Regions from separate parts of the Zea mays genome. Here all the other regions are linked to region 2. Evidence: chromatin contacts called from public Hi-C data. All regions are on one chromosome and are shown on one strand. Each heading gives the region's core, a stretch centred on a gene start, on an enhancer-like site or on the middle of the called end of the contact. The rest is flanking DNA. Distances are from core to core; before and after follow the strand shown. Region 1 holds the start of LOC103636245. Region 2 holds the start of LOC103636240 (SUPPRESSOR OF ABI3-5). Region 3 holds the start of LOC103636243 (B3 domain-containing protein Os03g0120900).

Region 1 (4,501 bases), core at 1,573-4,072, 220 kb after region 2:
CAGGGTCTGGCAATGTTATACAAGGCAAGATACTGGTCTTAATTGAGATCTGTCTTGTACAACAAAGGTTCTAAAACGTAGGAACTCTAGTTTTACCTTCATTATACTAGACCAAAAGCGGGAGTCGCCAGATTTCCACTCCACTCGAGCCAGGGGTTTTGGATCTATATACTTTTTCGGAGATTTTGTTGCCACAATCCATCAAAGGTAAGTAATTTATACAACCACTTGCTAAGGAGGGCCTTATTCTTAGTTTTCAGGTCCAGAATCCCAAGATCCCCTTGGTCCTTGGGCTGACACACAATGGACCGTTTAGCAAGCCTGTATTTATTTTTGTGTTCATCTCCTTGCCAGAAGAATCTTGATCGAAAGTAATCCAATTTCTTAAGAATTCCACTAGGTATGGAAAAGAAAGACATCATATACATTGGAAAGCTACTAAGCACAGAGTTAATTAACGTCAGACGATCGCCGACTGAGAGAGCTTTCCCTTTCCAGCTACCAAGTCTCTTTCTTGAAGCGTTCTTCAACTCTAGCCCAATCACGATTTCTTAGTTTCCTGAAATGGATTGGTATACCATGATAGTTGATTGGAAAATTTCCAGCTTTGCACCCAAAGAGTTCTTTATATAGCTCTATATGATCCCAGGCATCCCCGAAACAGAACAACTCACTCTTATAGAAATTGATCTTTAGACCTGAGTCTAGCTCAAAAGCAAATAGAAGAAGCTTCAAATTGTGAAACATTTGCAATAGATCTCCCTTGATAGTTTCCTAGAGCTACTGATAAAACTCAACAGGAAAACCATTTGGACCTGGAGTTTTATTGTGTTTCATAGAAAATGGCCTCTTTAATCTTATTTTCTGAAAACTCGGCTGTGAGAAAGTTGTTTTCCTGGCTAAAGACATGAGGTATGGCTAGGTTTAAGGATTCATATAAGGAGAATGAATTGCCTTCCGATTCATCAAATAAACCCTTATAGAAGCGACATCCAAACAATAGAATTAGAATTATATTTTATTTCAATATCATGACTGATTTAATATTGAATCCAATTTAATTTCATGCCCTACAATATTGGCATCCAAACGGAGCTTGTGACATATAAGACATTTTGGTTTTGCATGTACATTATTTTTGTACTACGATATCGCTAACAATAATATAATATATAGTAAAATTTATGCATTAAAAACAAAATGCCTTAGAACTGGAAGAGTACTGGACAAAGAATATGATTAAATGTATATATCTACCCAGTCGTGGAGCGTGATGGACGGACCTTCTTCTCGTTTGTATATATCTACCGATAATAAATAGATTTTACTATCCTTTTATTGTTTAACTTCAATCGTAAATACTGACAAGAAGAGAGGGTCGAAGCTAGGGTTTGAATTTGAGGGGACAATTTAGATTGAGAGGGTCTGTTATATGATATTTTGTATTATATATATATATATAGTGATTAGCTAGAAAAAATAGTGGCCCCTGATTAGAGTACAAGACAAACAGAGTGCGTGCTGGACAGCCCCCGTGATGCGGCTCGGCCGTTGGGCTTTCGTCTTCGTGTCCGTGGGCCGTGGTAGCAGTTATTACTAGTCCAATCCTGCTGCCATCTCTACGCTGGACTGGATGTCGTCGTATTCGCCGCGCCCTGGCGTTCGACGGCCGCCGGCAGACATGCGACGCACAGCACACGATCTGAGGTGCTTTGCCGAACTGATCGAGCATGGAGCAGCACTTGATCAACAACACACGAACGAAGCACAAAAGGCACATCGGCTTCATGACCTTGCTTATTATTAATTATACTGTAATTTACAGCCCCATCCCTGACGGGATGCGGGCGATCGAGCCCTTTGGAAGTCTCTATTAGAGGGCCGTTCGCGGTCATCAGTCACACTTGGAGCGGTCCTGCGGCGCGAACGTGAAGCTGCCGGCCGAGTAGCGCGCCTGCAGCCCGTCGGTGCGCGTGACGAACCTGCGGAACTTGAGCGGAGACCCCTTGTTGCGGCCGGGGCTGACGGCCACGCGGCAGCCGCGCACCGGCGACCGCGGCACGTACACCTTGCAGTTCCTGCTCGTGAAGGGCGCCGCCTGCGCCCCCGTCTGGACCAGGAAGTAGCCGTGCGCGTTCGTGGCGCTCCACACGGACAGCGCCCGGCGGCCATGCCGGCACCGCAGCAGCGCCGAGGCGTCTGCACGCACATATATGCATACTGTGATCAGAAATGCATGCATGGCTGGAGACCGACGCTGCTGATGAGCACGTACGAACGAACGAACGAATGGACTTACTCCGGAGTGGCGACGCGTCCCTGGACTCGACGTAGCCGCGGTACCGGCAGCTCTTGCACCAGACGACGCCCTCCACCCCGATGGTGAAGTTGATGGGGTTTGGCTGCCGCTGGGGCACGCCCATGGCCGAGCCTAGGGACGGCAGGCCGCACACGGCTAGGGCCACGAGGATCAGGCAGCCTAGGACGCTTCTGATCGCTAGAGAAGACGACGACGCCATTGTAGCTAGCTACTATGACATTCCCTAGTGAATAATGGTCATGGCAATACAAGCCCCTGAAGAGCAGCGCAATTTGTAGCCAACGACGAGCTAGCTAACGCGTCGAGTCGTCAGAGAGTAGTAGATTCCGGCGGCCGGCTCTGGGCTGGCTCAAGCTTAGAGATACCGGCAGATCGATGCTTGCGTTGCGTGTGCTCGACAGATGCCGCCTGCATATGGTTGATTGGGGAAACGGGTTCTAGGGCTTGCATTACGTGCATATGGCTTGGCGGTTCATCGATCGCAAGCGAGTAGCAGCATCCGTAGTACGTGGTTGCGGCTCCTGCACTTTATAATACCACGACTGGATAGAGCTGGACTTGCTTAAATCTAACTGAAAAAGGAGCATAAATTGAATATAAAGAAAAAGACACTAAGAGTTGGTTTGGTGGACAGTGAATTAAAGTGAATCATGAGAGAGTAATCCACTTCCTATTTAATTTTGAATAGCAAGAGAATTCCTTCCCATAGATCCTCTCCAATTACTTGGTCACCAAATCAGTCCTAAATTGTTGTTTTACTCCCCCGCTACTCAAACATTCAAACAGTTTTGGAGGGTGAGTGATCTGATGTTATTTAACAGTGTTCTGTATAATGTTATCCCTCATCCTTGGTCATTAAAACCTTGTTCGGTTATTTTTATTCTACATAGATTATATAGGGTTGGAAAAAAAATAGAAAAAAATAACTTGCTAGAAATTTAAATCCACTCGGGCTTTGTTCGGTTAGTCTAGATTGGAGGCTGGAACCATTCGAGTTCATCAAACTAATACAAATTTGCGAACTATTCCAATCCAAAACTAATCCAAAAACGCATTCAGGAAGAACCGAACGAGCACTCAATCTCGTTCAATCCCATATATGGATGAGATTAAAACGAATAGACCCTAAACGATCGAGTGTGGATGGAGGAGTACAAGAGTTTAGTAGTCATTAGCAGCACCCCATGATTGATAGCTAGTGTGCGTATGGAGGAATCCCTGAAAACCGAAAGGTCAAGTCTCAAAGCATGTGGCGCCGCCGTACGCGGGGTGATGTGCATGCATGGATTCGGTTGTTGCTCTTGCTAGCAGCAAAGGGGCGGCGATCGACACCTCAATTTGCATGTGAAGGATGTCTTGATTCATCGAGGATCGTTATCTCGTGATGACCTGAGTTGCCCTGGTCACACCACAATCGCCGCCCCACGACGCAAGGCGCAGCAAGTCAACCCCAAAAAAATGAATTGCTGCAATAATTATAGATGTCGAAATAGAACGGGCAAACAGGATGGCACGAGGACCACACGTTTGGTGAGGCGCTAAGCGCAAGCATGGTCGTTTGATCGTTTCCTGTGCTTGAGCGGCTCGGCTCATGCTTACTAATGTCGTGCTTAGTAGGCCCTAAAAAGGCCTGTTAGACCGTCTTCAGTAGATAAGATAAAATAGACGACGTGAAACTGTAGATGGTACCGTTTGACATAGTTTGCAGAGTGGAGTTTGAGATAGAAGATAAGATAGGAACTTTAGGAGGCAACTGCATGATACCCCCATAATATAAGACTTTTATTCTTACCCCATAATATAAGGTGTACTCTTTCTAGACACATGTATATCGATACAATAGTAATAATGTTGATATAAAGAATTAAATATATTTTTGTCTTTGAATTATAGACGATTACGCTTTAGAGCAAGTATAATAAGAGGTTGTAAGCAGGCTAAATGCTCACGTGGATGAGAGAGAGGAAGTTGATTGTAAACTTACAATCGACTTGGACACAAGAGCAAAAAAATTATGAATTATGAGAGAGACAAGTAGATCATACATTAATAGTAGAGCTAATCACTGTACACATGGGTGAAGAGGTAGGCCGCAATAATTCTTACGACTAGTTGCTGAGTATATTATAAAACTTGCTCTTATATAATAGGACAGAGGTAGTACGATAAAAAGACCGGTAT
Region 2 (4,447 bases), core at 1,887-4,386:
TCCACTTCTGCTTTCATGACGTCATCCTTAACTGGGCCAAACACAAAGGTTATAACTGATATGTCTATGGGCTTATTATTTCTTCATGCCATAGACAAGATAAGGACTAAGGGGATTCAGCCTAGTGCTAATGATCCACCGATGACTATAATGTATCTCAGGAAAAGTTGATCTGTCACAGAAGAAAATAAATCAATTTGATTGATAGTAAACATATCTTGAGACCTCAATTCAAGTTTAGTATGACCAAAAAAAGATAAATACATATAAACTGAGTAAATCCCATGATAAAGGTTGGTAGCATGCCTGAAGTAGTTAAATTGAATGTGCATATATAAAACCACAAAGTCTCAAATTCTGGCATATCGCTTCAAGTAAAATCTAAGAATATGCAAAGCTTGTAATCTAAAACACGTGGTGTAGCGATTAGCATCAACCTCGTCATTCAATAATCTAATTTGCATAAATAATGTATATATGATAACCTAAACCGTAAAAAAGCAATACCACAAATGTGGCATATAACCCTAGCTGGGAATGAAGTGTTAGAGTGAATGCACTAATCAGTTCAACCCAAAAACTTAAACTGTTAGGAGAAAGTAGGCAATCCATTTATACAGTTATACACTTCAATACTCCCACTCACGTGCAGCCAGAGATAAAGGCACAAACATGAAAATAAAGGGACGGAGACACAAATGAAGCCTCTTGCCAGGATTCGAACTCGAGACCTCTAGCTCTGATACCATGTTAGAGTGAACACACTAACCAATTCAACCCAAGCAGTGGGTTGAACTGGTTAGTGTGTCCCCTCTAACATAAAGCAGGACAACAAATCAAGGCACCACAAAAACAAATTACCAACGAATGGGCTCTGCACCCAAGGCTCAGGGTATAAAGCCCACCAACTGAGATCATTCGATCGACCTTTGAGCGTAACAGGGGCAGACCCAGCAAATGACATGTGTGTACACTGTACACATGTACAACCGATAATTTTTTGCTAAAAATAAAGTTAGGAGGCACATAACACATGTATGAACTTGCAATTACATCAGTACCAATTGCAAATATCCAAATAGCTTAGGTTAGACTTTGGGTGCTCAGTTTCCACAACACAAAGAGAATGGGGTGGGCATACAGTGGGTGCTTGTTGCCAGGGAAGGGCAACATGGGCACCTGGTAGGATAACCAAGTCGTCGCAGGTAACCGAGTGAACAGTGGTGGATTTAGGATTTTTGAATGGAGTATGCCGAACCAAAAAATTCATAAGCAAACCAGTAAAATCCATTTAGCAATTCGGTAAAGTATCATAAAAATTGTGCCACAATTCAGTACACAACTATTAAAATAGCATAATAAGTCTTAAATTATCATACAAATAGTTCAATACAGCACACTAATAGTTTGAAATATACACAATAAAAGCTTAAATGCCAAATAGAATCACATCACTACTTTTTGGGCCTACGCTTTCTAATGGCCGTGAAAGTCTTAATTATGTCAGCTTCATCCACATCATCCAAAATGTCTCTCTCAATGAACATGACAAGACAATCGTCCAAAAAAAACTACTAGTCATCTTTTTTTCTCCGCTTGGTTTTGACAAAATCAACTCCAAAAATGCCCTTTGCAACCGGCTAGGGCTGGGCATTCGGTTTTTTTCTAAACATCAGTTCGGCTTTTCGGATTTAAAAAACTTCGGTTTTCAGACATTAGAAACCAATCGGTTTTCTAGAAAATGAAAAACAAGAAGTTCGGTTTCGGTTTTTTACTTCGGCTTTTCGGTAAAAACCGAATACCAAACTTATACTCAAGACAATACATACAATAAGCTTACATGATAGATTACACATAATTTTATAAAGTAAAAATTATATAGGTATAAATATTAGAGATACATCATACATCACATACAAATAAGTGAATAACAATTTAATTGTATCACACATTTAGTTCACCTAATCGAATAGTCAAATTTGAGAATTGATAAAGTTTGGTATTCGTTTTTTTTTATATTTCGGTTCGGTATACGGTGAAAACCGATTACGATACAAAAACCGGACTTCTTAGATACAAAAACCGAAACCGAACCAAACTACCGAAAAAACCAAAAATTTGGTTCGGTTTGGTTTTCGATTTATGGTAAAAAAGGTGCCCGCCCCTACAACCGGCTGAAGCATAATAGCATCTCCAACAAGGTACCTCAAAATAGTGCCTCAAAAAATAAAATATAACATCATTTAAAGTGTTTAGGGCACTAAAACCAAACTGATCTCTAATAGTTAAGCCCTAAATCATGTATTTTAGAAAATAAATTACATTATTAGGAAAAAAGATTGAGGATGATGTAGAAAACAAGAATAGGGCATCAATCCGTGATGTAGTATATTTGGGTCACTTCATGGTCTGCTCTGTTTTTTATAAAATTTTATAAAATGTGGCATTGTTGCAGCTGTTTGTTATGAGTTAAGCCCTGTATTTCAAGATAGGGCACTGATTTAAGGCTCTGTCGGAGATGCTCTAAGTAATCAACCAATGCATCCCTAATTCCCACTGCATACATCTGCAAGCTACATCAATAGAATTATTGAACTAAATCAAAGAAAATCTAACAACAACTAGCTAACATATTATATCGCATATAAAGAAAAGTTAGAGTTAGGGGCCTGGGGAAAACTTGCTAACATGAAGATAATGGAGGGGAGAATAAAAGGGGCGCTTCTCACCAGGCGCTCGGGCCGCGTCCGTTCGGGACGCCGGTCGCCGCGGATACAGCGGTCGGGCTGGGAGCGGGGGCGCCGGGGCTGGGGTGGTGGGAGCGCTCGACAGGAGACGGGGCTGCCTACCGCCGGGGCGGGGAACGGGGACAGGGCCGCGCCGCCGCGGGGCTCCGGGGCAAGGGCGCCGCCGCCGATCCGCGTGATATTGGAGCTCGCCGGTCGCCGCTATGGCGCTATCGCTGGGCAGGCGGGCGGAGTCGCGAGTCGCGACCGTAAGTGAAACATCCAGGGTGCGGGAGGGGAGAATTTTGCAAACATGACACTGTCTACGGCGGGCTTCAAACTTTTGGCACCGCCGTCGTGGCAATTGAACGGGTGGCACTGAAATCTCCCTCCAATTGTAAATTTGGCATCGCGCGCGCTTAATGGTGTTTAGTCCTCGTGCAGTGCCCGTGCTGTCCTCGCGCCGTTAGAAACTTGCCACCGTCTTCCTCTTCTACCGTCGCCCGTGAAGGTCCCGTATTCCATTCTCTCTGTGCCCTGGCCGTCGTCTTCCTCGCCCCAACTCTGCTCGCCCTAGCCGTCGTGTTCCTCGAGCTGCTGTCTTTGTCTCCGCGCACTGGGCCCTGTCCTTCTCCGGATCTCGCCCTTCCCTGCGTCGCCGGTTCCTGCGCCAGTGGTCCATTGCGCTGAGGCCCATTCCATTGCGCGGTTGAAGTCCCCCAACGCTGCCGGCTCTGGTAAGAAATTCATTTGCTTCGTTCCTTTCCATTGGGCGGTTCCATTTAGCGTAGTAAACAGTACTACAGGTTACCAGCCAGTGAGCACCATTTTATGTGCAGTGTACTATGAATAATACTCCCAACAAAGAGGTAGTTCCCACCATGGACGAAACCACTGCATACACTGTCCAAGAAGACGAGTGGACATTGACTTGTATTGGGACACAACCTACAGTGGTCAGTAGTTTTAATTTATTGTATGCAAGTTAGTAGTTACATATTACATAACAGCTGTTTCTGGTGAATAGGCGAGTGGCCATGGAATTCATGAAATTGATTGGGATTCAATAATGTTAGAAGAAACCAACAACGAAGAAGGAAGAAATGATTTCACTAGTGAACAAGGTCTATATTATCAGCTTGGACTGCATTCTCAAGATGATAGAAGGGAAGATGATTCAAGTGCTTCCCGTTTTGGAAATAGCATTCCATGTGAAGATGAATTGGGAGAAGGCATTCCGTGCTCTGATGCAGTCCTCGATGAGACTAGGACCATATATGATATGAACAATCCAGTCATGGAGCCTGGCAGCTTGTATGCAACAATGCAGCAATTCAGACTCGCAATCAGGCAATACGCCATAAATAAAGAGTTTGAGCTTGGAATTGAGGCAACAAATAAGACTAGATTTAGAGGGTATTGTAAAGGGCCTGATTGCCCTTGGAGCATTCATGTTAGACCGAAGACGAAAGGTTCTCCTACAATTCAAGTAAGCTGAGATTATAGCTTTTTCACTTAACATGTACAATTCAAAGAATATAGGTATTTGACAATTTAACCAATTTTTCAGGTAATTGTCTTGAATGACAAACATACTTGTACATCAAGTGGTAGACGTAAGACGACTACACCTACCGGAGCTTGGGTTGCTGCACGTGCGCTTCCTTTGCTTATGAAGAAGCCTCATATGGGTGCTAAGGAGCTTCAAACTACATTGCAGG
Region 3 (4,518 bases), core at 1,891-4,390, 170 kb after region 2:
AAGAATTTCTATCTGTACAGTGGCTTCAATTACATCTGCACTAAGCACATCTGAAGGATCATCCCGGACGATTTTCTGGATGCGTGCAATGGTGTTCACGAAGTTATCTCTTTGAATGTCAAGTAAAACTTTCTCAAGGGAACTGGCATGTTGTGAGTGCTTCCATGTAAATGATAGCTCATTTATTCTTGAATATGCTGTCAACCTAGAGTTGGTTGGCAATGGCTCTACACAGTATGTACTCATATATGATTCAGAATTCCCCATAGCATCGCTTCCCACATGTTCTTTACTGTTTTCTACATCACTGACTTCATCCAACATTTTTCCAGTATCTCCTTGATCATGTCCATGCTCTTTACTTAAGCCAACCTCACACCGTGGGGAATCCAGTTTCCTGAGATCCTGAGATAAGGAACCTGGAAAGGCAAAAGTTGATATAACTGAAGTTTGAAATGTTATAAGGAAGTTCTAACAAAGAGCAACCAAAAGATCACCTGTCGCTTCTTCATGAACAGCTTTCAAGGCATTATCTAGTTTCTCATCAAGCAAACATGATTTATGTGCTCTATCCTTCACCTGATCTGTTGCATCTGGTGGTGTTTTCAGCACTTTGGCTCTTCCTTTCGACACTTTTTTGTTCTTATTACAAGTATTGTTCACGTTTACCAATCGTGGTGATCTTCTTGGTGTCTGAGTTTGCAGTGAGTTTCCCTGCAACTTAACTTTTCTCTTCTGTCGGTGAGACAAGTCACAAGATTTAAATTCATCAACTAGCCTTCGTTTCACCGGCGCCACTATAAGGTCACGTTGTAGTGGTTGATCAGACAAATTAGGTGACTCAATATTGTTCTTCTTGATTTTCTCAGAATCATAATCTTCAGGGAAGAAGCGTTGTAGTTGTCCCTTTACAAAGTCAACTGGAGACAAACAGGATAGCCGTGTTACAATGCAAAAATGAAAGACCACGAAGTAATAAAAAAACTTACACTGAAAAACAAATTTCTGCTTCAGAGATTTTTCCGGGATTTGTGGTTTGCCCCTACAAAAATTAAAATATTCTGCAGCTGCCTCGACTTTCCATTCACACAAACAGAGTATAGCACAGAATAAGTCTACTGTCAATTTGTCAACACGCAAAGTCTTCATTACTTCCGCTACTGCTTTAGCCTTATCATCCTCCATTGTCTCCTCTGACAAGTACGTCTCCAAGTAATCTTTGGAGCAAACTACTTCATGTGAGTCAAGGAAACCAGCTGTGCCCTGGGATGAAATGTGTTCATCCCCTTTAGTGTTTCGTTGCATGGTACCTGTCTAGGAGTTGGATACAAAACTATCAGTTAAGTGGACAAGATTAGAGCAAGGCACTATCAACATTTTAAAAATGAATGCTCCCTGTTGAACCAAAAAGGTGCTCCATTCGTTTCCTTCCATAAGGCATGTTTGTCTATCTGATGGGAATCATAAAAGATGCAGGTACATGCCATACTAGTTCAGTTATATTGCCTACAGAGTTATGCCAGAACAAATACAAAACTTTCATCTCCTCGTTAACTTTCTTGATATTTGTCACTGGTTGGATTATGCTGTATGAAAACAAACATGAGGTATGATAATAAAAAAAAACTGAAGCTAGGGTAGCAGTCTAAAAGTTATGTGAAATAATTCTTTGGAACAATAAGCTTCTCTAGCCAACAGCAATTTCATGAAGATCATCATGTGTAATACTCCCTCCATCCACAAAACAATGCAGCTATGGAATTCGTGCTAGTAATTTTGACCAAGTTTATAGTGGATGGTATTGATGTTTACGGCTGTAACTATGTTTAGTACAGAAACATATTCCATAGTAAATCCAGTCGTAGTTATTTTGTATTATAAAAGTTAGTGATTTCTTATATAACTTTGGTCAAAGTTCAAATCACGAAAAGTGAGAATTGTGTCCTTTTGTGGAGTATATATGACTCTAAATTTAAATTAGACTTACAAAACATGCAGAACTAACTTATCTAAGACCATGCTAATTGCTAACAACAAGCTTACTCAACGTGAACTAGAAACTGAAAGATGGAAGGATGCATCATGTACTCAAATAAAGAACCTTATATGAATCGATCTAACTATTTCCGCGTACCTTCTCCGCGGCCTGGGCGCCACTCCTTGCAGACCAGCGACCTGCCTTCTCGACGGCATCCACGCCAAAAATCGAGACCACGAAACGCATTCTCCCGTGGTACTTGAAGATAAGGATCTCGCCCTTCCCCAAACGGTTGTCCTCCACGAACTTTGGCCACCCCGTGGTGAGAAACACGCGGCCGTCGGTCGACTCTAGCGCAACCGGCCAGATACTACTACCCTCGGCATTGGTGAGGACGACTTTAGCAGACGCCACCGCTGTGGTGCCGGGCTTCCTGTCTCTCCCCTCTGGAAAATGGCAGAGGAAGCCTTGAGGTATCTCCTGCATGCATGTAGAAACAAGGTTAGGAGGACAACCTAGTTCCAACTAGAGTAGATGGCCGAAAACGGGACTTTGTGAACTGTGACGATGTCAAAGATTAGTCATCGGGGACTGAACTGAAACGCAGTGGTGTTCTTAAAATTTGACGGACCCGGCGTAGGGTACCATTTTCACATTTGAGATGTTGCCACACATTTGACGGATGCAGTGGCAGTGTGGCACCACCTGGTAGTCTTGGCAATGGCAACATGAACGCTTCACGACAATGCCACCTAGCATTGTCAACCTGCTGCCCCCCCCCCCCCCCCCCCCCCCCCCCCCCCAAAAACACACGGCAGACGGCACCACGAGCCCTCTCCGAGCAGGCCAGCGAAGTGCGGATGCGAGCATCGATACGGAGGGAACGCGCGGCGGGAAGAGGAGGAGGAATGGGCGGAGGGCTACTTACTATTCGTCGCGCGAAGTCGACAACGAGGACCTTGAAGAATCGAGGCCTCCTCGGCTCTTCCATGAGCCCCAAGACCAGACAACGAAGACAACCTGGAGACTGGAGAGTGGAGGAAGAGGTGGAGTAGTAGGTGATAAGAACTGTGAGAGTGGGTGGAACTGGAACCGAGCCGAGGAGGCCTCTTTTGCTGATCTGTTTGGTTGCTGGTGGGCGAAGCTACCCGCTACTAAAAGCCGGGGAGTGAATGAGCCAACTTTTCACGCCTTTTGTTTGCTGGCACGACTTTCCACGCACACCTATGGCCTGTAGGTGGCGATCGACGCGTGTCCGTCACACCGGCCGGCTACGATGCTACGATTTTGGGCGAGAAGTCTATCCCAACTGGTGTCAGTTTGGCTCTACTCGGATCATTTTATTTTAATTTTTTACGGGCTGTTAGCGACGGGGAAGGAGAACTTGATGAAGGGGAAAGAGATAGAGAAGTCGGAGAAGATGGTGGGAGCACGAAGGCTTTTTTCTGGTATTGTCTATTTCTTTGATACCTTTTTCTCTTACAGTACTGCTCCTATATAGTTGCACGACTCGGCCCATGACGCATTACATGGCCCATTGGAGCCTGGTTACGTGAGTTGCAGCTCCGTGCCCCTGTTTTCTATTTCATCAGCTTCTTCTGGTTCCTCACGCTGTGCACCATCCTCAGCTTCTCAATGTGTTCCTTGTACTGTTGCTGACATTCCCCATCGCTTGAAGCACGGCTTGTCCCCAAGTCGCTTATTGTCCTTATGCAGAGCATTTGCACAATAGCTAACACTCATTTTTTTGTAAACAACTCACTGAACTGATCAAGCACCTGCTGCACTCGTGGAGCCAAATTGACCAGTCGGCTGAGTTGTTGTCCTCTGAAATCATCAGCAGCTGCACTACTCCACCAGTGGGAAAAGACGATAGCAGCTCTTGCAAACAAATTGTCGCTCCCTGGTAGGGACTCACCATCCCTTTGTTGGTCACATCCATCTTCATCGGACTGTAGTGTTGCAACCAGTCCCTGCTCCACTCGATTGCTAGGATATGGCGTGTACACCGAAGAACCTTGAATCAATGAGACCCAGCAATTCCTGTTGCTGAATTCGACCCTAAAGATGAAGAGTCAAAGTCTTATCCATTCTAGACCAAGCAGTAGAGGCTAACACCACCAGTAGTTGTTTAAGTACCCCAAGAACTGACGCCAGACATTCTTCGAGACTTAAGGCCTGTTTGGTTTGATGACTAACTTGTCACACTTTGCCTAACTTTTCTGCCTAAGGTTAGTTATTCAATTTGAACGATTAACCTTAGGCAAAGTGTGGCAGGTTTAGCCACGAACCAAACAGCCCCTTAACATGTCCCAGATTTTCTCAATTGCATGAAGCTGAACACCGCTTGCACCCTTGTGACCTGGAAACCACTTCTCGGCGCAGCGATCACAAAGACCACGTGCACGCCGATAATTCGTCAACGGATTCACACCATCAATTACTGACGCTGCACTGCTGTTATCTGCAATGGGCTTGTCCAGTGTCTGAAACTGACCCGTGGTATGTTCCTTGCTGCCCATCTCTTCCTGCAACTGAGA

Evidence for each region. Hi-C and Micro-C count contacts between places; a contact is called where the count stands out from the background.
Region 1: a Hi-C map of leaf shows a contact between it and region 2, with 2.9 times the contacts expected there. The contact joins the promoter of LOC103636245 here to the promoter of LOC103636240 in region 2. A contact is called at or near these places in 10 of 25 Hi-C or Micro-C datasets (bundle sheath, ear, endosperm and 3 more).
Region 3: a contact with region 2 is called in a Hi-C map of ear, with 4 times the contacts expected there. The contact joins the promoter of LOC103636243 here to the promoter of LOC103636240 in region 2. A contact is called at or near these places in 3 of 25 Hi-C or Micro-C datasets (ear, leaf and tassel).

The regions. Positions count from the first base shown.
Region 1 is chr8:159,917,254-159,921,754 of Zm-B73-REFERENCE-NAM-5.0, forward strand. LOC103636245 reads right to left here and starts at 2,823. Exons shown (of 2, transcript XM_008658606.2): 1 at 2,300-2,823; 2 at 1,764-2,199. The coding sequence starts at 2,519. The coding sequence ends at 1,895.
Region 2 is chr8:159,697,768-159,702,214 of Zm-B73-REFERENCE-NAM-5.0, forward strand. LOC103636240 (SUPPRESSOR OF ABI3-5) reads right to left here and starts at 3,137. Exons shown (of 16, transcript XM_035961874.1): 1 at 2,730-3,137.
Region 3 is chr8:159,867,214-159,871,731 of Zm-B73-REFERENCE-NAM-5.0, forward strand. LOC103636243 (B3 domain-containing protein Os03g0120900) reads right to left here and starts at 3,141. Exons shown (of 5, transcript XM_035961877.1): 1 at 2,907-3,141; 2 at 2,135-2,458; 3 at 990-1,314; 4 at 498-920; 5 at 1-419. The coding sequence starts at 2,969.